3 separate regions of the Mus musculus genome follow, and regions 2 and 3 are each linked to region 1. A link is a contact called in public promoter capture Hi-C data. All regions are on one chromosome and are shown on one strand. The core of a region is the stretch at or near the end of the contact, and the rest is flanking DNA. Distances in the headings are between cores, read along the strand shown.

Region 1 (4,165 bases), core at 433-2,932:
AGTAGCGGCTCACCTTCCAGCACTGGGTTTGACTGAAGCAGCTGCTCCTTCACAGAGTTCACCTGCTCTCCTTTCCCACAGACAGCAGCCACGTAGGACATCACTAGCTTACTCGCCTCTGTGCAGGAGAAACTCTGAGTGAGTCAGGACACTCCCCCTCCCCCTCCCCCTCCCACCGTTAACTATCAGAGTCCTTGACCAGGACACAACCGCTTCTACCTCCTTAACTATCACAGAGTCCCCAGCCAGGGCACGCTCACTCCCATCCCATTTAGCTCTGACACCACATCACTAACAGTAAGAAAAACAGGGACTGGGCTGGAGTGGTTAAGAACACTTGCTGCTCTGTGTGTGTGCACGCAAATGTATGTGTGTGAGTGTGCGTGTGCGTGTGCACTTGGTTTTTGGAGATGTTGTCTCTGGGTAGCCCTGGCTGTCCTGGGACTTGCTCTGTAGACCAGCCTGGCCTCAAACTCAGAGATCCTCCTGCTGCTGCCTCCTGAGTGCTGGGACTGAGGGCATGCACAAATAGAGTGCTGGGACTGAGGGCATGCACAAATAGAGTGCTGGGACTGAGGGCATGCACAAATAGAGTGCTGGGACTGAGGGCATGCACAAATAGAGTGCTGGGACTGAGGGCATGCACAAATAGAGTGCTGGGACTGAGGGCATGCACAAATACTGCCATGTGTTACTTGAGGCTCTTGTAGAAGACCTAGGTTCAGTTCCCAGCACCCACATTGGGTGGCTCAAAACCACCTGCAACTCCAGTTCCAGAGGATCTGACAGCCTCTTTTGCCTTCTGCAGGTACCCGCATGTCTGTGGTGCAAATATATACACACACTCAGTCATATACATATAGACAGAAAAAATGTAAAAATCCTAAAAAAGAAAATAAGGAAGAAAAACCAGAGAGGAAGTAATGGGGACAGAGGACAGGGACAGGCCTGGCTTGGAGAGATAAGGAGGTGACTCCAGACACCATCTCTGGTCTCTCCCAAGCCTTGAGCCTCCTCACCAGTCTTGCCAGCTCCACTCTCGCCTGTGATGAGGATACACTGGTCCCGGTCCCGATCCTTCAGTGACTGGTAGGCCACATTTGCCAAAGCATAGCTTGTGGGAAGGAAGTGGTCAGTGGTCAATGTGAGGCCAGCCCAAGGGCATCATCTTCCAATCCTTAGCGCTGGGTTCATCCACCCTCCCCGTGTGATCCAGATCAGACAAGAACTGAGTCTAGGAAGGATTCTCAGGGGAAGAGGGATGCTGGAGGAGCTCCTTTGGGGAAAGACCGGGGAGGGGGAGAGGAGGATGCTTCATGGACATTTGTCAGCCCTCCTCTGGTTCCCTTTACTCACATGTGAGGCTTCAGCTCATAGAAAGTATAGTCCCGGTATTTGGCAATGAACTCTGGTCCATAGATGGGAAGCTGCTCGTAGGGGTTCATTGAGATCACCACATTCCCAATGTATGTCTGGGGTCAGAAGGAGGGTGAGACAGATGAGCCTGGCAGGAGGAATACTGGAACCCCCTGGGTACCCCCACAGCCTGGCTCCCATGGCAAGCTCACATAAATCTCTTTGTTTTCATAACGGAGTTGGAGGTTCTTGATCAGAGACTCCTCATCTAGGGGCTCCAGGAGGATGAGGTCTTCCACCCCCACGGGACCTTCCAGGAGAGGCATGCCAAGAGGCTAGAGGGTCCTAGGAGTGAACACTGTAAATTGCTGCTGATGGCTCAGCTTAAGAGTTAAGTCATGGTGGGAGGGCAAGGAGGCATAAGGGCCTACAGGAGAGCCCTCTGACTAGAAGGGTCTCTGGACCAACCTGGCCATCCAGGGAGGTGGAGGAACCCGGGGTAGAGGGTGAGATGGGCATCAGATAGGACTACCTCTGTCTGCCCACCTGAGGGGAAGGGGAGCAGAATTGTGCTTAAAGGAGAAAGCTGGAAGAAGGGTGAGCCAAGCTTTGTTCTGCAGCCAGGTATTCAAGGTGCTCTCCCTCCTCCCTCCTGAGGGGGGCGCTCTCTCTGGCCCCTTGCTCCAGTGCTTATATCCAACCCCTGTCTCAGTCACCTAATCCCTCTACAATTCCCATCTCCAAGAGGTCTCTCTTTCTTGCCATTACCACAGTGACTTCATTTTTAGATGTTGGATAAAGTGATGAGATCAGCAATGTAAACAAAAGGTCAGAGCTGCCCGTGGAAAATGGGAGTGGGTAGGCTTTCTCAACTGTGAGGTCTCTCATTATCTCCCCTGCTTCCGTCTTTAGTTGTAAAATCTTCACAGTTTATACCATACCTATCATCTTCTGGCATGGACTTTGCCCAAAGAGACACACCCCATTTTTTAGTAGCTGGTGGGAGTGGGGAAGGAGAGTGCTCCAGGGAGGACTCTGAGGGTTGGGGGCAGGGAGAGCTGGGCTGGGCCACATGCTGCAAGCATGTGGCAGGTGTTCCTGCAGGAAATAAAAGCTCTCCTCAAGCAGACTGAGTGGGCAGGGCAGCAGAAGTAGTACAATGGTCAGTGCCACTCCCTAGAAGGAGTACAACACATTCCCTCACTCTCTGGCTTCTCTGAACCTAGGGGAAGAACGAGAACAGCATACAGGGCAAGGAAGGCATCCAGGCTTCTTTCTCCTTCATTTTGTTTCCCCAAGCTCCAGTAACTTCCTAAATACCTAGGGCACCACATGAATACTGATGATAGCAGTCTCTAGAAAACACGCAGTGTTCATCACAGGACAGACAGAGCTCTAAACACTGTAACTTGACAGTTATAATAGCCCATGAAGTGGATAGTACTATTAGCCCATATTTCTCAGATTAAAGGCAAGTAGCCATCCGAGGTGGCTTATGCCTGTAATCACAGTATTCAGGAGGCCAAGGCAGGAGGATTGCCATAAGTTTGAGATCAACCTGGGCTGCACAATGAACCACAGACCAGCCTGAAGTACAAAGTAAGATCCAGTCTTTGTCTGTCTCTCCCACCTGCGTGTGCGAGTACACATCACATGCGTGCACACATGAGAGCACACACACACACACACATACACACACACACACAGAGTCTTTGAAGCAACCTGGCAGGGAAGGGTGTGAAGCAGAGGTAGGGTATAGGAACACAGCTTTGAGTTTGAATTGAGAGGAGTACAAGTATGATTATCTGAAGGTGAGAAAGGAAAAAAAGAAACAGATCCCAGAAGGAGCACCCCAAGGTGACAGGGCAGGGCAGGACTTACCCAACAGTAGAAACAAGGGCGTACTTCGGTGCCCCTTGGAGAATGGGGGTGGGGAGCAAGTCCCAGTCTGATGGGAAGGGTATGAGCCACAGATTCCAAAGATGGAGCAGCGGCTTAGTTAGCAGGAGCTGTCCATGGTGTCAAAGATGTCTTCAGTCTGACCTTCCTCTGTGCTGCTCTTCTCCACCCCGGCTCCCTGTGCCACTCAGGCCAGAAGAGGCCAGAGAGATGGCTGCTCAGCACAAAGTCCAGGGCTGTTCCTGCTGAGGGTGTGGCTCCCTTAACCCTTCACAAGCTCCTGAAGCATAGACTCCCTGCATTTAGGGGAAGCCTATCTGCCTGGCTTTGACTGAGGGCTCCAATAGAGAAGAGTCCATGCCCCACTGTTCCAAGTATTTGGAAATAAGAACACAAGGAACGGAACTTGTATCTAAGGAAAAGATTTTCCAAGAAAGAAATAGTCATGGGTGGAAGCAGGCTTGTGCAGGTGTAGGGGTGTGTGTGTGCGTGTGTGTGTGTGTGTGTGTGTGTGTGTGTGTGTGTGTGTGTACACTCAGATCACCTGGAAGGCTAAGTGACAAAATCCCAAACCCCGTCCACTTGCCTCCCCTCGAATGACACATCATCATACCGACCCACACACTGAATTCAGAGGTGTGACTCCTTTCATCTGCCTGGACATCCGTTTCACCGCATGCCAGCCTCCACCCCCCAACCCCGTCCCTGTGAGTTAGGCCACACAGAAGCTCCCTTCAGTCAATAACAGAAGCAGACACCAAACTCATGTGACAGCTGTTCTCTTACTTCCACAGCCGGCACATGAGGGACAATGAGCGAGACACACTTCCTGATCTTCTTAGAAAGACTGCAGCCTACATTCCGAGACTTCTAATTTTAATAATGTCTCAGCAGTAGGACAACAAATAAG
Region 2 (4,165 bases), core at 685-3,184, 330 kb after region 1:
ATAAAGATATGTGTTTCTAAGCCTAATGGGGAGTGTTGGATCCCTGGTACACACATGGTAGATGGAGAGAAACAACTTCTAGTTGTTCACAGACCTCCATGAAATTCCTGTGGCACAGGACACATACAGGCTCACACTAGACAAATAAATTGCTTTAAAAAGTTTTAATTAGAAAGGTCAGGCCCAGGCTGGAGAGATGGCTCAGTGGTTAAGCACACTGACTGTTCTTCCAAAGGTTCTGAGTTCAAATCCCAGCAACCATATGTTGGCTCACAACCACCTGTAATGAGATTGGATGCCCTCTTCTGGGGTGTCTGAAAACAGCTACCGTGTACTTACATACAACAATAAGTAAATCTTTTAAAACAAAGAAAGGGAGGGAGGGAGGGAGGAAGGAAAGACGGAAGATCAGGGTCATGAACTGGGTGACCATAGTACACTAAGGGAGAAGGGTTGGAGCTTTACACAGTCACTAACACAGACACTAACACTGTGGTGGATGGTCTAGATAACTTGTCACCATCAAGGGACCAATAGTCAGAGAACTCCTGAATATCCCCCACAACGTCAGCTCAGCACAGTTCCCGCTTGTACAGACGTCCATTGGCCCATATTTCCATCTCTCCATCTATTGAGAGATAGTCCTCTCCCTTTCCTGCAATCCTGTGTCTTCTAGCTCAGCCCAGAGGCTCTCCTAGTCTCCAGCAGCTCTCCAGCTGAGTTATTAACATGTAACCACCCACGGTGACTCTTTGTATCCATGTCAGCTCTTGGCCTCTGTATTCAATAAGGCTCTGCAAAGAGGACTGTTGATCACCAACAGCCTTGCAGGCTATCTGGGGAAACTAGAATCATTTGGTAAATTGCAACCAAAGAAACTGACATGCTTGCAAACCTATTGTTTTCTCAACAGTTCTCACACGCCCACCTATGTTTCTGACGGGACACACTAAGAACATCTGGTTTGGACATTTCTTTTTCTCTCCCCTTTCCTTAACTTTCAGATGGTAACTGTGACTTAGTGGGCAGAATCCAACCTGAACTAACAAAGAAGGTTGGGCTGAAAGCCCTAAGGAGGAAAATCCGAGCAGTTGGGAAGCAGAGGTGGCCTGGTCTATAGAGTTAATTCCAGGGATACATAGGGAAACCCTGTCTCAAAAAAAAGAAAAGAAAAGAAAAGAAAAGAAAAGGAAAGAAAAAGAAAAAGAGAAGTGGAGGAGGAGGGGAAGGAGGAGTGGGGAGGAGAAGCGAGGAAGAGGAAACTTTAAAGTGCCTCTTTTTTTTTTTTTTTTTTTTTTAAGAGTCACCATTTAAGCAGGTGTGGTGACATATACTTTTATTCTCAGCACTTACAAGACAGACACAGGTAGATCTCTGTGAGTTCAAGACTAGGAGGGTCTACATAGCCAGTTCCAGGCCAGTCAGGGCTACACCATGAGATCCAGTCTCAAAAACAAACAAGCAAGCAACAACAAAGAAGTCAGCCTCTTAACTGGACACGGTAGTCCATGCCTGTGAGACCAGATTTGAGAAGCAGATGCAGAAGTTCAAAACCAACCTCCACTATATAGCAAGATCAAAGTAAACCCAAGCTGAGTGCAAATCTGACTCAACCACACACCATGCACACACAAAAAGTCACAATTTTTTTTTTCTTTTTGAGACTGTTAAGTCCTGACTTCTGGTGATTATCCAGCCTTAGCCCCTGAAGTAACCGCTGCTCACAACACTTTTCCCCCAGGCTTCACAGCAAGGCTCTAACCTTTGTCCCCTGGTCTGGCAGCTCATTTGGCTAACAATCTCCCAACAGAAGCAAGAGGCAGACATTTCTTTCTTCAAACAATCCACACAACCCCCTCTGTACTTTCACTGGCTACAGGAGAATACTGCCAAGTTCCACCTGAACTGGCTTCATTTTTCACGCCAGATGTTTGGCCGCTGTATCTCTGACAAAAAGGAGTCATGCCAGTCGGAGGTCAGTCACATTCCTCCCAGGGTCCCTGGTGCCCAGGACAGAGTTGAAGCCACTCCCGTTGAGACCCTGAATATAGGCTTTGGGTCCTTTAAGGAGGCTATCCTCCAGCAATGGCCTCCTCCTTGCTCCTGGCTCTTCTGTTCCTGACTCCAACCACAGTAGTGAACCCCAAAACTGAGGGTCCATGCCCAGCATGTTGGGGTGCCATCTTTGACCTGGAGAGCCAGCGGGAGCTGCTTCTCGATTTGGCCAAGAAAAGTATCCTGGACAAGCTGCACCTCAGCCAGCGCCCCATACTCAGTCGGCCAGTGTCCAGAGGGGCTCTCAAGACCGCGCTGCAGCGCCTCCGCGGGCCTCGACGGGAAACCCTGTTGGAGCATGACCAGAGACAAGAAGAATATGAGATCATCAGCTTTGCTGACACAGGTAGGTCCATGGTCCGTAGCTCTGGCCCCAAACCTGACCCTAGGAAGGAGAAAGTCTCCTCCCTAGTTAGCTTCTGACTTCATCCTCGCCAAAAACATCCTGCTTGCACACTCTGCGCCTGCGCACCCGGGGGCTCCTACGCCTCAGGTTCTCTAAGTTAGGTCAGGTTCACTTGGTGGGAGCTGGGAGCTGTTGGTTTCACTTCTTTAGAAATCTCTCTCTCTCTCTCTCTCTCCTTCCCTCCTCTTTCTCGCCCCCCCCCCCCCCAATCTATAACCCTCCCTGTGTGAGCCTGCCCAGTCCCCAGGCCAAGGGTCGATTACTGGGCAGTTTGTGATTTCTCTGACTCCAGGATCTATCAATCACCTCCTCTTCCTCGAGAATACCCCATGTCTGTAAAGAGAGAAAAAGTAAGACACCAAGATTATAACATCTCTCCGCACCTCAGGTCCTCACATCAGACAATGTCAAATAAAAACTCAGAAAGAGGTGTGAAAGATAAGGGTAAAGAAATTCAGGCCTACAGCTGGGAGGTGGTGGCGCACACCTTTAATGCCAGAACTCAACTGGGGAGGCAGAGGTAGGTGGGGGTCTCTGAGTTCAAGGCTAGCCTGATCTATAGAGCAAGTTCCAGGACAGCCAAGGCCACACACAGAAATTCTGTCTAGAAAACAAACAAACAACGGATAAAAGATAAAGAAAGAATTACTTCCATAGCGGAGAGAGCTGGAGAGAAGATGAGAACTTAGAAGACTTAAAAGCTATTGCAAGCTCACTCGCTCTCTGGTCTGGAAGACGGTGCCACGCGCCACACCATGCTCCTAGCCGCTTTCCCCTGACTGATTGGCACCTACTTTCTTCCCCCTCACGACCCAGCACAAATTATGCAGCCATCGAGCCTGGGCTCCCATTCTTTCAGAGCCACTTATTAGCTGAGTGACCTGGGTAGTTAATAGCCAGTTTTCTCACTCGTAAATGAGGATAATGAGAGGATAGCTTAGAGACTTAAATGGGTTAATATATAATATAAAGTCTTTAGAATGGCAAGAACTAGGAAGGAGCAGGAAATAGAGAGGGCTCAGCTCCTGTCCAGGAAGACTCTCTTCCCTCTGCATCTTCCGTGGCAGAGAGACACAAGGGAACTCTCTGAAGTGTCTTTTAACAGGACAGGGATCCCCTCTCCAGCACTCCACCCTCATTACCTAGTGTCCTTTTACGGGCAACACCTCCTGATACTGTCGCTTTGGGATTCTGATTTCAACATGATTTTTTTTTCTTTTTTTGACACAGGGTCTCCTTACATAGCCCAAGTTTGGCTCTGACTGGCCAAACACAATCTTCCTGCCTTAGCATCCCAAACACTGGGATTACAGACACGTGCTCAGCTTCAACAAGGGAATTTTGAGGGGCCACAAGCAAATAAATAAGCAAGTAAATAAATAATAATTCATAGCAGCCTTTTCCCACAAAACCTCTGACCATTCCAGCCCAACCTTCATTAAAACATGGTGGCTGGACTCCAAGAGAGCAGATTTCAGGGTAAATGATTGTCCAGCTTCTATATATGCTTTGTTTACCTTTGTGGCATTGACAAAGCATGTCACTAAGGGCTAAGTCCAGAATCAGGATGGGGTGGAACTGGGTAAAACCATGCAAACCAGGAGATGCGTTCCCCGGGGTCAGCCAAAATAGCAATACACAAAATACAGTCACCCCCTCTGGATTCCTCTATGTCACTTTCCCAGCCATTAGACCATTAGCATC
Region 3 (4,165 bases), core at 1,229-3,728, 310 kb after region 1:
AGACACGGGGCACCAGCTGACCAGGCAGAGACAGGCAGACACTGGGCACCAGCTGACCAGGCAGAGACAGGCAGACACGGGGCACCAGCTGACCAGGCAGAGACAGGCAGACACTGGGCACCAGCTGACCAGGCAGAGACAGGCAGACACTGGGCACCAGCTGACCAGGCAGAGACAGGCAGACACGGGGCACCAGCTGACCAGGCAGAGACAGGCAGACACGGGGCACCAGCTGACCAGGCAGAGACAGGCAGACACGGGGCACCAGCTGACCAGGCAGAGACAGGCAGACACGGGGCACCAGCTGACCAGGCAGAGACAGGCAGACACGGGGCACCAGCTGACCAGGCAGAGACAGGCAGACACGGGGCACCAGCTGAGCAGCCAACCTAGCTCGAACACTGAGCCCTAGCTTGTCTCAAAAATAAGGTTGAAAACAATAAAAATAAATTTTAAAAAATAGAGGGGCTGGAGAGATGGCTCAGCAGCTAAGAGCACTGACTGCTCTTCCAAAGGTCCTGAGTTCAAATCCCAGCAACCACGTGGTGGCTCACAGCCATCTTATAACAGGATCTGATGCCCTCTTCTGATGTGTCTGAAGACAGCAACAGTGTATTCATACATAAAAACAGAGAGAGAGAGAGAGAGAGAGAGAGAGAGAGAGAGAGAGTGAGTAGAGGGGAGCTGGAGAGGTGGTTCACCCACTAAGGACGCTTGTTGTTCTTGCAGAGGATGCAAGTCTGTTGTTTAGCATCCACATCAGGTGCCTCACAACAGCACGCACTCCAGCTCCAGAGAATCTACCACCCTCTGCCGGCCAACCCAAGTTCCTACACGTGTTTGTACACATACACAAGCACTGGTAAATACAATTCCTAAAAAAGACAGACAGACAGAAAGGGAGGGAAGGAGGATAGGACATCGAACACTCAATGTTGACCTCCGGCTTCCAGACATGTGAGCACAGGCACATGCACTCTTATGCATATATGTATACACAAAGTTACAGACATTATCAATATATAAGAAGAATGTTACATTTGATGAATCAATATTTAAAATTTTTTTCTTAGTTTTAATCCATAATAGGGTTCAATATTGATAAATATAATACACATAAGCAAAAGTTTCCTTTTTTTTTTTTTGTTTTTGTTTTGTTTTGTTTTGTTTTTTTTTCGGTTTTTCGAGACAGGGTTTCTCTGTGTAGCCCTGGCTGTCCTGGAGCTCACTCTGTAGACCAGGCTGGCCTCAAACTCAGAAATCCGCCTGCCTCTGCCTCCCGAGACAGGTGTGCACCACCACACCCAGCTCAAGCAAAAGTTTCTTACTGTCCATAATAGGTTTTGTTTTCTAGTTGGACTTCAGTTTCTTTCCTCCAAAATTGTTATTCTTTTCATGTATACACATGGTTTGCCACATGTGTGTCTGTGCACCCTGTCCATGCACTACTGCCTTCAGGGGCAAGAAGGAGTCAGACCCACTGGAACTGGAGTTATAGACCTTTGTGAGCAGCCTGGGTCTTAAGGAATAGACAGTGATCTTAATTGCTGTGATATTCATTCAAACCCTATAACTTTTTTAAAAATAACTTATTTATTTTTAATTTACATGCATATATGTCTGTCTGTGTGAAGATGTAGGATTCCCTGGAACTGTTACAGACATTTGTGAACTGCAGTGTGGGTACTGGGAATTGAACCTGGGTCCTCTGGAAGAGCAACTAGCTCTTGAACCATTGAACCATCTCTCCATTCCCATAACAACTTTTAAAAGAGCAAAAAGTAGCCTTATTTTATTTTTTTTACTTTTACCATGTTATTGAACATTCTATTTACATTAATTTTTCTCCTCAATCTATGATGAAGTTTTATACTTTCAAACATCCCCAGAATGTCTTACTATGCAATAATAGCATTACTTTCCCTGCTACCAAATGATGCACTAAAGATATTTACTATAGAATAGTTTTCTATTTTAAATTCTACTTAATCTAAATTATGTACTCAAAGTACCCCTCCTCGGCTGGAAAGATGGCTCAGTGGCTAAGAGCACTGACTGCTTGTCTGAAGGTCCTGAGTTCAAATCCCAGCAACCACATGGTGGCTCACAACCATCCATAATGAGATCTGATGCCCTCTTCTGGGTGTCTGAGTTCAGCTACAGTGTACTTACATATAATAAATATTAAAAAAAAAAAAAAACAAAAAGAAAAAAAAAACAAAGTACCCCTCCTTAAGTCTACCTTTCCTTATGTTGATGGTCCGTACAGGTACACAGGTTATTTGCTGCTCAAACTGTATGAACTCCGAAAACAATCCAAGCATCACAAGCGTTACCTGTAAGCCCCAGTGTGATGCTTACCTGATTTCTAGCACAGATATGGTGCTGGCTCCTCCATCCAGGCGGGATCTTAGGAACTGTATCAGGTTTACTGCTGAGAGACACTGAGGAAGGACAGGGTCGCCTCTTGCAATGCACCTGAGAAAGAAAAAGAATCCTTCACTACATCAAATCCAGGCTCTAATCCACTTTCAGCAACATGGCAGTGAACTAAAATTCTTAGAACAGTTCTGACTTTTTACTGGTCTCTGTGGTTTTTTTTTTTTTTTTTTTTTTTTTTTTTGGGTTTTTGGTTTTTTGAGACAGGGTTTCTCTGTGTAGCCCTGGCTGTCCTGGAACTCACTTTGTAGACCAGGCTGGCCTTAAACTCAGAAATCCGCCTGCCTCTGCCCCCCCCCCCCCCCCCAGTGCTGGGATTAAAGGCGTGCACCACCACGCCCAGCTTTGGTCTCTGTGTTTTAATTAAATGGTGTGAGTGACGGTACAAAAATCATTTTGAAGCTACATATATTATTCCTAACTCTGAAAAGCTGAATACTGTCTATTAACTATAAAATCCCCAGGGATTTTAATTCTACAAAAGCCCTGTATGGTTCTAAATTTAACCAAGCAATAGAAACAGTTGGAAGATATGTAATTCCTTTTAATATCTGTGCTTTTATGTTGCCAGGCAGCTATTTCTTCAGTAATCTTAGTGCACCCAACCATATAAAAGGAAGAAATACATACAACTGACAGGTTAGTAACTGTGGTAACTGAGATATTTTCTGAGCCAGGTGTGGAACTGAGTAAACCAAAATCCCAGTGCTTGGGAAGCTGAGGCAGGAACATCAGGAGTTCAAGACCAGCACTGTCTAGATGGGATGCTGCAAAGATGGCTCAGGTGCTAAGAGAACCCACCACTCATCCAGAGGACCCAGATTTGATTCCTAGCCCTCACATGGCAGCTTACAACCATCTCTAGCTCTAGTTTCAGGGCATCTGATGCTCTCTAGTCTCCATAGGGACCAGGCACACAAGTGGTGCACAGACACACAAGTAGGTGAAATACCCAGACACATAAAATTAAAATAAAACCTAAAAGAAAATGCTATCTACAGTCAGATGGTGGTGGTGATGGTGCACGCCTTTAACCCCAACATTTAGGAGGCAGAGACAGGCAGATCTCGGAGTTTGAGGCCAGCCTGGTCTATACGGAGAGTTTCAGGACAGCCTCTGTCTCAAAAAACCAAGAGTAGGAACACGGTACTTTATGCCTACCTTATATGTCACCATATAAATAAGTACTGGTTATTTTCTGTTGCTGTGACAAAACACCATCCACAAAAGCCACTTATGGGAAAACACTACAAGGCCTCTTCCCTACACAGCTCATCCCCAAGAAGTCATCAGCACTACCTAGAACTCACTTCCTCTGATGAAGGAATTTAGTTGAGATACTATACTGCCTGAGTACATCTCAGAATATGCAGTTTTGAGATACACACACACACACACACACATACACACAAATGTGTGGGTTATCAAATGAAAACAGTAAGAATAGATAGGCAGCTAAGAATAAGAAGTAGGGGGTGGAGAGATGGCTTCCTGGTTAAAAGCACTGACTAACTACTGTTCCAGAGAATCCAGGTTCAATTCCCACATGGTGGGTCACAACTGTAACTCCAGTTCCAAAGGAACTGACACCCTTGCACAGACATACGTGCAGACAAAACACCAATGTACGTGAAATAAATAAATAGCCAGTGCTATAGAGCTACAGCATCTATAGTTAAAAAGAAAAGGAAGTAATCTCCCTGTGAAGGAACTACTCCCCACTAAA

The links. Promoter capture Hi-C pulls out the DNA fragments that hold promoters and counts their contacts.
Region 2: a promoter capture Hi-C map of stem cell-derived epiblast-like cells shows a contact between it and region 1, with 4 times the contacts expected there. The contact joins the promoter of Inhbc here to the promoter of Myo1a in region 1. A contact is called at or near these places in 5 of 39 promoter capture datasets (cranial neural crest, hematopoietic stem and progenitor cells, liver and 1 more).
Region 3: a contact with region 1 is called in a promoter capture Hi-C map of stem cell-derived epiblast-like cells, with 3 times the contacts expected there. The contact joins the promoter of R3hdm2 here to the promoter of Myo1a in region 1. A contact is called at or near these places in 2 of 39 promoter capture datasets (liver and stem cell-derived epiblast-like cells).

Annotation. Positions count from the first base shown.
Region 1 is chr10:127,702,773-127,706,937 of GRCm38.p6, reverse strand. Myo1a (myosin IA) reads right to left here and starts at 1,682. Exons shown (of 27, transcript NM_001081219.2): 1 at 1,569-1,682; 2 at 1,357-1,472; 3 at 1,020-1,114; 4 at 14-118. The coding sequence starts at 1,682.
Region 2 is chr10:127,368,317-127,372,481 of GRCm38.p6, reverse strand. Inhbc (inhibin beta-C) reads left to right here and starts at 1,934. Exons shown (of 2, transcript NM_010565.4): 1 at 1,934-2,401. The coding sequence starts at 2,086.
Region 3 is chr10:127,388,624-127,392,788 of GRCm38.p6, reverse strand. R3hdm2 (R3H domain containing 2) reads right to left here and starts at 2,478. Exons shown (of 26, transcript NM_001168292.1): 1 at 2,362-2,478.